Regions from separate parts of the Gossypium hirsutum genome. Here region 1 is linked to region 2. A link is a contact called in public Hi-C data. All regions are on one chromosome and are shown on one strand. Each heading gives the region's core, a stretch centred on a gene start, on an enhancer-like site or on the middle of the called end of the contact. The rest is flanking DNA. Distances are from core to core; before and after follow the strand shown.

What was found. Hi-C and Micro-C count contacts between places; a contact is called where the count stands out from the background.
Region 1: a Hi-C map of callus shows a contact between it and region 2, with 4 times the contacts expected there. The contact joins the enhancer-like site here to the promoter of LOC107917059 in region 2. A contact is called at or near these places in 6 of 34 Hi-C or Micro-C datasets (callus, leaf and seedling).

What each region holds. Positions count from the first base shown.
Region 1 is chrA01:18,925,049-18,931,051 of Gossypium_hirsutum_v2.1, forward strand. No RefSeq gene overlaps it. Among protein-coding and RNA genes, the nearest start is that of LOC121229639, 9.9 kb to the right of the region's middle. Within about 2 kb of position 4,458, at least 4 of the 9 cell types and tissues checked have an H3K27ac peak or open chromatin away from gene starts, as enhancers often do. A contact at or near this core is called in leaf, where this site is marked.
Region 2 is chrA01:18,836,876-18,843,027 of Gossypium_hirsutum_v2.1, forward strand. LOC107917059 (protein MIZU-KUSSEI 1) reads right to left here and starts at 1,601. Exons shown (of 1, transcript XM_016846451.2): 1 at 755-1,601. The coding sequence starts at 1,548. The coding sequence ends at 829.

The DNA of each region.
Region 1 (6,003 bases), core at 3,208-5,707, 91 kb after region 2:
CCTCTATCATCTATAATTATAGAAATTTAACATCAATTTCAAATTTTTCACACTTTAGTCCTTATATTCAAAAATTAACATTTAAACTTTACAAACTAGTCTTTTTTTTCATTTCTAAGCTTAAACGCTAACATTTTAACACCAAAACTTCAAGCATTCTTCAATGGAAACATTTTGAAACTTTAAAAATTTTGAAAAATAACACCCAGATTAGCTAAATCAAGTTACAACGATCTCAAAAACATAAAATTTATGAAAAACAAGCTTCAAAAGGCTTACCATGCAAAGGATTAAAGTTGAAGCTTCCAAACCTTTTTTTTTTCTTCATTTAGTTTCCTTAAAGAGATGATGAATAGAAACAAAAATATTGGCTTTGTTTCTTTTTAATTACTTTAACATATAAAACATAATAATTTAATTATAACATAACATTATTTTTAAAAATACCATCATGTCATCGGCTTTCAAAAGGGCTAATTTCCAATTTGAATTATTTTGGTTTAATTGCTAAATTAGCCTTTTAACAAATAAAAATCTATAGCGATTAAATTTTATCGCTTTTATGATTTGGTCCCTATACCATAATTAGTCACAAATTTGATAAAATTACTTATCCAAATTTCAATTGACCTATATAATAACTGTAAATATTTAATATCAATATTTACGGACTCGATTTACAGGAACGAGGTCCCAATATTGCATTTTTTGACACCACTGGCTTTAAGGTCGTTACACTTGTATCTTAATCAACTATCAATTAAAAAAATTACTAAACCATAATTCAATATAAGGCTATAATAAACTCGTAAATATTAATTAGTAATATTTATGGGTTCGATCATTGAAGAATAGGGTTCCGAAACCACTTTTTTCGGCACCACTAACTTTCAAGTTGTTACATCGCGATTGATGACTTCATCAATTAGTAAGTGACGTCACAACCACAGGAAACTAGATGTTGATGTCACTCACTGTCGATCTAAGTCACAACATTGGGGACTTTTCATAGCGATGTTACCTCTGTTTTGGAAAAAAATCACTTTGGTACACATTTCATGTTTCCAACGAAACACATTTTAACACATATATGCATATGTTAATTTCACCAATGCATTATCTCATGCTAAACTATGCCAAATCAAGCTTGTAACACCTTTGAAACCAAGTATTCAAGTGGCATAAAACTCATGTTCAAAATATAAACATGTCCAAGCCATTTACCAACTTTAATTCACCAAGTTACTTCTTTTTTGCAAGCTTTAACATATAAAGCTTATGCAAGCTTGAAATCATGAATCCAAATGACATCAAACATGATCAAAACTAAGCACCAACTAGGCCATATATCAAGATTAAACTAAGCACCAATTAGGCCATATATCAAGATTAACATACAAACTAAACCTTAGCCACAATTACAACTTTGGCATTCACAAGTAGATATGACCATTTACACAATAAAAACCCTATATACATGCCACGATATTAGGACTCAAAATGAACATAATTTTACCGTCTTGTTGATAGTGTGATATCAACAATGACCTGACTTCAAGAGTTCCGCAATCTAGGGATCTACATGTAAAGAAAACAACACCATAGGTAAGCATTCAAGGCTTAGTAAGTTCAACTGGAAATTACAACACTTGCCTTTCTCATAGGTGAACATGTTAATTACCAAAGGTTTTGGCATACATTTAGCTAGAAAATGACACTTAATGTCACAACAAGGTGAGTATAATAAACATAAGTATTCATGTGCATCAAACATTATAAACATGACTCAAAGCACACAAATTTGTACCAATTCACATATACTCATCTCAATTTCATGTTCTACCATCAATATACAAGTTCATACCATTTCAAATGAATCGCGTATCATAATAGTTTATCAAATTCGATTCGTTTCATTTTTTATTTTCAAGATTCAATTTCAATGTCTCGCCCAATGGAACCCTAGTAAAACGGGCTTGGACACGCGGGTGAACTACACCATTCCAAGATAACTCAAATGAGCATAAACTACACCACACCAAGGCATTAAAGTGTAAAGCCCGTAGGCATAAAGTGTTTAAACATATTCAATACATCCCTCCACCACACTAATATCTCTGTAGAGACAAAAAGTACTCGATGATCCACAACAAATGCTAGATCCCAAAATAACTTGTCATAATCTTCATATCATCAACTATCCCATACACAAGCGCGCATATGACCCTATTGGCATGTCAATTGTATCCTAGCCTTTTACTAAGTTCACATAGGCATCAATCATTCATATTTGCATATTCATACTCTATATTGTCACATATCAATTTCTGAATTCTGTTGATTGAACCTAAACATCAATTATACATACATTTAATGATATTTTTCATTCCTCTAGTTACAACAATAGATATAATATTCATCACTTATCTCATTTTATTTCAATTCAATCACATTTTCTAGCCATATATGACAATTTCCACCAAAATCTTAACTTATGTTCAAACATATATATATTGACAAACAAACACAAGCATACCTATTAAAAGTAAGGGTAGTAAGTTCCATAAGAACTTATCTTTTCAAAACACAAAATAGGCAGATTTCTCAGGGCCTGTTCTGTAATTTAGTTTTTCCTCTACTAGCTCCACTTTTATCAAATTTTGGTTCTATACAATTATATTTATAACAATCAATATCATATATTAACACACAATAGCCATTTAATGGCTCATAACAACAATGCCATGAATTGCATGATTCAAATTAATTCCTTTTTTAATATACATATATTTTGCATTTTATTTAATTTAGCCCCTAAACTTGGGATAAGTATAACTTTCAATTCCTAGCTTCGGATTAAAATCCGATTTCACATTCTTTCATTAAGGACACTTTACTTTCTATTTCTAGTATAATTTCATGATAGGTTTTATATTTATTCAATTTGGTCCTAATGTTACCAAGCTAATAAATAAGCTTAATTAACTTTGCAATTTAGTCTTTTTTTTATAATCTAAGCTCAATATCTATCAATTCCAAACCTAATTCATTAATTAATCAACAATGGAAACTTGCTAAAAATTTAATAATTGAACAAATTGATACATGGGCTAACTAAATAAAGTTCTCATGATAAAAAATCTATAATAATTATAAAAAAAAGGCTTGATTTTATTACCTTATTGATGGCTGAATGTAGAAACATAAAAAATGGTTTCCTTCCTTAGGTTTTTCTAAGCATGGACAGTTGGAAGAGAAATAAATGGGGAAGATGACACTTTTCATCCACTAACTTAGTGTGTGTATATATATTGATTAAGGCTTAATTAATCTAACTTAATTAGCTTAATTAGGCTTAACTATGTTAATTTTTATTATTAACCAATCTAAGTGGCACACACTGTCAATATCAATGAAAAATGAATAAATAACCATTTTGGCCCTTTGGTTAATTTTCATTTAAGTCCTCAAGTCTTTCCTTAATTAAAAGTCAATGGCAACTGAACTTTACAATTTAGTCACTGAGTCTTAATTAACTATTCTATCAGCTAAAGTACTTGACCATTCTTCAATATATTTCTATATTAACTTCGTAAATATTCCTATTTTATATCTACAGACTCGGTTTACAAAAATGGGATTCTGAAACCGCATTTTTCGATACCAATGAAAATCAAATCGTTACAACCTATTTAAAATATGGGTTCAATGCTCGAACCTGAACCAACCCATTTTTCTAAGTTTAAGCATCTTGTGTTATTTTTTAAATATTATGTAATTTATAAGACATAAAAACTAAATCTATAAGAATATATACTACTATATAATGATAACATTAAAAAATATTTTTTTGAGGAAAACATTAAAAAATATTAAGATGCCTATATATAAAATTTTGATAAATGAAAAATATTATGGACGAGCCTAAATTGGACTTGTGTTAGCCATTTCTAAATATGAGTGGGCTCGGATAAAATTTTAGGCTCATATTTCAACTCGAGACAAACTTGGGTAAGCATAAAGTGTTCTAATATCATACTTAACTTGACCCATAAACATCGAATTTCTGGCCCAAAAAAAAACTCTTAAGAGTTAAAAATATATATACAATTATATAGATTAAAGCATAATTAAATAAATATAAATAATAAAATTAAAATTCACAATAGTGATTTAATTAAATTTATTAAAATATATAAACCATTCCTCTTAACTCTAAAGATTCCAAAAGAGTTATTAAATTCAAAAGAAAATGGAAAAATATGGTGGTAGTTTAATTAAATTCTTTAAAAATATGCAAATCACCCCATATCAACTCTAAATATTTCAGAAGGAACTAAAAATGTATACTATAAAAATGGTAGGGAGGAGAAAAAGAAGAGACAAGACATGTGTGAAGTAGAATGATGCAAATGTTTAAAGAGGTTAGAACCACATGCACATGGAGATGGATATGGACATGCACTACCAGCGGCATCTTGGACTGGGACCAAGCCTTCTCATCCTAAACTATCGCTTTCCGGAGGTCAGGGCGGCCTTATAATAATATGAACAAACATATATATAATTAATATATATGAACCATTTGTCCAAATAATTAATATATAATAATATGAACAAACATATATATATATTCTAAGTCCTGGATTTATCCCACGATGAGACGCGTCCACGCATGCAAGAGCTGCCTACCGCTAATAGACCAAACGTACGTGCGTGTCATCCATCCCACTTTGTCAACCAATCAACCTTTTTTCATTCATACGTATTCTCAAACACCTTATGGTTGATTAAGCAAATCAAACAACACGGACCACTACCTTCCGAACACAGCAACTATTACGCAATAGTTGCGTACGCCCGAAGAAATTTTGATAGTCCCTAGAAAATACCAATGTAATAATATGCATAATCGACGCGGAAGGGTGGAAATTTAATGAAAATTAAAATGTAATTTTATTATAATTTACAAGTATTAAATTAGAATTTTATATTTTTAGGTTAAAATGTTATTTTATCATATATTAATTTATAATTTTATAAATTTTAAAGCGATGTCTTGTCCTTGTATATAATTAAGTTGCATATAGTAATTTTTCATTTTGAGCATTATTTACTAATATTATCAATGTCACTTATTCATTAACTCGATAACAAATGATGGTATGCTCTTTTTAACCAATGTTGTTGGAAGTGAACCGATCTTGTTTTTCTAGCTGGTTGAACTGAAAAATAATAAGTGTATTGGTCCAAATGGAGACACTAAATCGCTTTTGAATCTGAAATTAAAATTAATTGAATTAATTTGTTGTATTTATTAATCCAATAACATATTTATAAGCCTCAAATTTTAGGTGATTTAAAGATTTACACACTTTTAATGTGTATGTATGTGTCTTCAGATCAAATACTTTTGGATGCTATCATTTAATAATAAATTGTATATGTATTTTTTAATTAATGGATTATATGTCTATAAATGCGAATGGTATTGGATTTTGTTAATGTGTTTATTACTTGAAATGATTTTAATTGACATTAATTATGTTGTTTACTAAAATTTATATCTTTTTAGGGAACTTGAATTTATATTGTTAATGTTGGTTTTGGTGCTTTAAATTCAATTTTACAATACATTTAGGAATGATAATGTTAATATTTTAATTGAATTTAGAATGTTTAATTGGTTTTTATGTCATTATTTTTATTTATTTGTAGTTATTTTTTTGCGACTAAACTAATTGGATTGGAATTTGGTTGTCTAACCAATTCAATTTTGAAAACAATGTTTTTAACCCATTCAACTATAGTTAAAGCATCATTTTGGTGTTTTTAAAATTTCTTTTAATGATAATTTAAAACTTCCAAATTTTTCTGAAAGTATAAAATAATAAAAAAAAACACCTCCTAAAAATGAATTTTTTTAATTTATTTTTGAAATTATAAAAATATTTTTAAATTATAGTTATGTGGAAGTTTCTATTTAAAAAACATAAAATTATT
Region 2 (6,152 bases), core at 351-2,850:
TCTACATATTAATGGGACAATTAATTTGATTATAGGTTTTGCAGTTGAAGGTGGTGTTGCGAAATCACCTAGGGGAATGAATTTTGGGCTTTAATCATTTTTTGGGTGTGTGCTCATGCCTTTGAAGTCAAATTATGAGTTATTCTTGATAGTTTATCCATTCTAGTTATAAGAATAGGGGTGAATAGAATTTTGATCAAAATTGATAGTCAAGAAATCCAAGCAATTCAAGGGACAACTTCAGCTAATCTGAATTCAACTTTGATTAAGCGTATTCAGAGATTACTTCAAGACAAAGATCATTAAGTGCTACGCACATTCTTAGAGAAGCTGATCATGTTGCTAATTGAATTTCTAATATGGTTTCGGCTAATTTGGTAGGGGTACAAATTCTGACAACAACTCCTTTGTAGTTAATTGAGATTCTTAATAGTGATAAGTCTAGCGGTGCTTTCAGTATTATGAACATAGTTTAATTCTTTATTGTATTAATTGTTTAAAAAAAAGAAAGAAAATAAATTTGCAATAATCCTATATGGAATAATAATATTTATTATCCATTCAATATATATTCTACAATTTTAAATATTTAGAAATAATATTAAGTGTAAATTAAAATTGGAATTGAATTCTTTTTTTTCCAAACTCTACTTAAGAAATATTGGGTTATTTTATCACTTTAACTCAACTCAACCTCTTTAGTGTTTTTCTTTTTAAGCAAAAACATAATCCTAGGCTCAAAGGTGGAATTGGGTTTAAAATTAAGTTTTGAAATTGATTAGAGTATTGGAGGAGTGCGAAAATAAGATATATATACATAAAGAGATGTCAGGATCTGAATAGGAAGATACTGAGTTCCTGAGCAGTGCTACCCAGTGGATTAAGCATGTGAAATGAGTGGGAATGAGGTGACCCAATGACCCTCTGGAAACTAGCTCGCATATACATCAGCTCCCCGTCCTCTTCACACTTTGGAGAAACCGGCAAAACTCCGGCTCCCACCGACACGGACTGCATGAGCTTAAGCACCGCCGCATCATTGCTGCTCATCTTCCTCTTAATGGCAAACCCCACCTTTCTTCCATTGCAGTACATGGACCAAACGGGGACGTTATAAAGCCCGCATCTCTCTTTGCTCTTGTCGTCGCACTCCAGCGCTATCCTCAGCAGACCGTACTGCATCTCTCTGGCAAGGTATGCAGTAGGGACACCCAACTCCAACAGTAAAAGCGGAGAGCTTCGGCTGTCATCCTGCAGGCAGAAGCTCACGCGCCCCTTCCTGTACCCGAAGAAAGTCCCCGTGATGGTTGATGTTGAAGTTGAAATTGACGTTGAAGTAGTGATTGAGCCATGGCTTGATTCCGTGTCACTAGAAACTGTGCCTGACATTGAAGGCGGTAAGCCGCAACAAGGGACCATACATTCCACCAGGGACCATAAGGATCGCCGGAACCTAACTTCCCGCCCACACTCCACAGAGGTTGCCATATCTATTGTATTTATATGGAGAGGCCCTCTCTGGCTCCCCAAGTCTATCATCATCCTCATGCTACAATCAATATAGTGTAAGGTGAGGGTGAATGCGATGTGGGATAGTAGGAGGGGAATTTGATGGCAATAAATAAGGAAGCAAAAGGTGAGTGGGGGGCTGCAATCGTGGGCAATAATTGTGCCCACGAGGGGGAAGGGGGGCCCGGCCTTTGGATGATGGCGCGCGTGATTGTGAAATGCAGAAAATTTGATCCCTCCAACCCAACCTCATGCTCTCCATCGCCTGTTGGATTGTGAAAGTATACCAGAAATTATGCAACATGACCCATGCTGCTTTGTCTGTCTAAATTTAATAATGTAATAAAACATATCAACTATTAAGCAACAATTTTTGTAGCCAATCCAATCACCATTTTTATTTGATTGATTTATGCCTTGCACCGCACGTGTCCCTACTCCCTACTAATAATTCAACAAACATTATTTCTTCTTTTTCGGAATATAATTTCTCTTCCATCTCTCTATACTAATGTATCGTATAACATACATTTTCATGATGAATTTAAGGTCACGTAATTCTTCTCTCTCTCTCTAATAAATATCAAATAAAGAATTAAACATTATCGCTCCAATTAAGGTTTAATCCTGGTCTAGAGACTTGTTTCCATTAATTAGCGGATAGAGAAACCCGTATATCTATCGTATTGAAGCCCCTGGCCCCCCTAAATCATTACGCATGCACCTACTGGCTTTGACAAATTAACTGGTCAGACAACATATATATATATAATACTATAATACAAGAAAAACGTAGTCTCTACAAAAAGGATGAAATTTATGGCTAAGGTTCACATCAATAAAGTTAAAGTGGGCTACAGTAGAAAAAAGAGTAGGACAGCATGCATGAGCATGCACGAGGCACTGATTAGACCCAATCAGTCGTTTCTGTCTCAAGCTTTTGCTACCCGCACGTACCAACTCTTGCTCAAAAAAAAGAAAAAAAAAAAGAAAAAAGAAAAAGAAGCAAGCTTCTCTTAAGATAGAAATCAGATGTAATTAATTGATTAATGATGATGATGATGACATCATTTAGGTCGTCATTATCATTTATAATTGCAGATCCATTGGGAGTAATAATAAAGCAGCAGCCTAGACCCTTACGAATATTCATGCCAATACGTAAAAGCCATTATGAGACACCCTTATCAAGGATAGTTACAAGCCTACAAGTTCAATGATCCATTGAGCAGTTGAACACCATGAAGGGCACAACTCTGATATCGTACCCTTACATATGTCGCCTTGTTCAGGGTGGAGCTATCTTAAGGATTATGGGGTGAGTTTCCTCAATTATTTTTAAGGATAAATTATATAAGTGGGCTTCCCTAATTTAGTAAATTAATATTTATTTTTTTATTTTCAAGATTAATCTATAAAAAATTAAAATTGTGATTTTACTTGTGATAGATTAAAATTTCTATATATAATTGAATTTGGTCGATTGAGTATTAGTTCGATTAGCATAGATATTGTTGCTAATGCAAGAGATTAAAATTTTTATACACAACTGAATTTGGTCGATTGAGTATTAATTCAATTGGATGGGCGTTGTTGCCAATGTAAGAGGACGTAAGTTTGAGTGTGCTGAAACGCATTATTCTCCTGTTTATAGGTTAGGGAGGGATTATGGGTAGTTTTAGACATTGTGTAAAAAAAGAGCAAATATGATCAGAATATATAATAAAATTGTTAAAAAAAAAAGGAAATATTTTTTTCTTTGTTGAAAATATAATAAGGACTTAGATTAAATATCTCTTAATAATATTTTTAATAATTTTTAAAAAGTGATATTAATATTCTTTTAATTCCATTAGCTGTTCTGGCTTATGAACTCAAATTAACACATATTTTTTAATTATCACAAATTGAAACTTTAACCTGCAAACCTTTCTTTTCATAGTAAAACAAATCAAAACTTTGCAAATTAGATGATTAATTCTTCAATGGAAGACAAAGTATTTTCCTTAGTAATCGTGATAGTATCGAATGCCATGACAAGAAAATAGAGTAACTAACTTAGAAATTTTTAACATATAAAGAATTCTAAATTGAAAGTTTCAAATTTAAAAAAAAAATTCTCATTTTTTCTTAATATACAACCAAATCATCAAACTTATTACAATCAGATATATAATCACACCTTTTTTTTTTCTTTTGCAAATCTAAAACAGATGAAATTTAAGTACCAAAATAGATCATATTTAAGAAAAGAGAACTACAAATCAAATCAAATTAAATTGAATTAAAGAAATACTTCCTTCTTCCCCTATTACAGCACAAATGCCAAAACATGTTAGGTTTAAGAAACCATTTGAATCAAGAAATGTGAGAGGGAAAACATTGAAACAAAAAAAATTGAAACTCTCTCTACAGTTCGAAATAGAATAGAGAAATGCAAAAAAAAAAAAAAAGAAGAAGAAGAAAAAGAAGAAGAAGAAAAGAAAGTGAGAGAACTCAAAACTTAAACAGCCCGAACTTTCAACCAAGAAAAGGAACATGCAAAAATGGCTCTTGAATTTCTAGGCTTCATTATGAAATGTCCTATATTTGATTTTCACTAAGAAATGGACGTTGGGCCATGAATATTGAGGGTTAGGTATATACATGACAGTGGTATAAAAAATGTGTATTTAAGCGAAAAAAGTGAGGAAATGGCTCAATATGGCAGGTATAAACTCTTGCTAAACTGTGCTTAAATTTGTGAGTGAACAAAAGCAATGTAAGAGTAAAAAAACTTAGTGAGTGAATAAAAGTATAGAACATGTTCAAATGAATGTGAGTGGATGATGAGATTTAGTAGAATGTGCTCAAACGATGAAATATCTTTGAGCTTAAAAAGTCATTTTATTTTCATAATGCACTTAGACTTGCTAGTTTTGTACCTTCTAATATTGAACCATATCCTCCATAATTTGGAGATAAAAGGGAGGCGAGAGAAGGAGAGATAAGGGAGGTGAGCTTAATGGTCAAAATTTGGTAAGAAAAGGAAAAAAAATGTCATGTGCTTTACTATTTCTAGTGTTTAAACCGTTTTAAGTTATTACTTCTTTTGAATTCAAACTTTCCTAAGCCTCAAAATGTTATAAGCTTAGAAGACCTATGTGACATAAACATTTCCTTTACATATTCTTCTTGACTTGTATATAATTAGCATATTGAATGCTTTTGATTCACATTTTATGTATACTATGTATTTATATAGTTTATGTTGATGGATAACATAATTAATTATTTATTCATTTAAATTGCCTTTAGGTTTGTTAGTTTTTTAATTAGTGGACTAAGTAGATTTACTTTAGGAGTACTTAAGTTAGCTAAACATCAATTTTAAGTTGCATGTGAGATAGGTCTTGTATAAATTCAATATTGGATTGCCACGCTTCTTATTGTTCAAAATATTCCAGGGGTCGTCTTATGTATGTTTTGTGTGTTTACTTGAGGATAAGCAATGACTTAAGTGTAAGGGAGTTTGATTTATCGTATTTTGATGTGTCAAATTAAGCTTTTTAAAGCACTTAAAGAGCTTATTTTTGAGTACTTTGTAATGTCTTTTATTACTTTTCTGTATTTAATAGATTTCATGATTAGTTTTAGTTTTTTTTAATTGTATTTTCATGTTTTTCATGAATAAAATGAAGATTATATGCCATTAGGGAATTAATTTCTAAATTGAGCTTGTTTCAAGTACTTAATTGATGCAAAAAAGAGAAATGAAATAGTTATAGACACCAACATGCTTTCCATAAATTAAGAAGTTGGACTTAAAAAAAAATTGCACAATTAAGTGGACTACCTTGTAACACCCCTCACCCATCCTAATTGTCGAAATTGAGCTACAGAATGATACAATACAAAATGAAACAGTTATAGACATTTAATAGATAATTCGAACAAAAAATCATTAACTACTATCATATAAGTCATTTAGTACAAATTTAAACTTTTCTCAAGCTTTATATGAGCTTTCGTAAACTCAAAGTTGACCCAGGATTGAACAAAGACCAAACTGCAAAGATTTCAAAAGTTTAGAATGACGTCACGATGAGACTTTCCCCATGTCATGAAGTCACCAAAATAGTATGTCACGTCACGACGTTGGACCACCTGACAACGGGACGTCACAAACTGTTGGCTGATGTTGTGATAAGAGGAAAACGACGTCAGGATGAGAAATCTACTTAGTGCAAAAATAGGTCATTTGGTACTTGTTTCAAATCCACCTTGCAAATAGGTGAAAAGAATTCACTTAACACCATTCATACATGTTCAAAACATACCAAATTCAAAACGAAGTCATATCATATAAATATGCTCCTAAACATCTAAACCAATATGATACATTTGGCACCAATTCATCTCAACCTACTTATATCATTACAAGCCATTCCACCATTTATAACATAAACGCAATTCATGCTCAATTATATATCTCTAAGTGCCAAACATACATAACACAACATATTACCAAAATATGCATATATATATATGTACACAACTTGACATATACATCACAAGTTCATTATGAACTAAGAATTCAAATCAAACTTAACATTATAAAGTAGCATAAAAATTCCTAGTACATGCCACATATAACAGAGCTC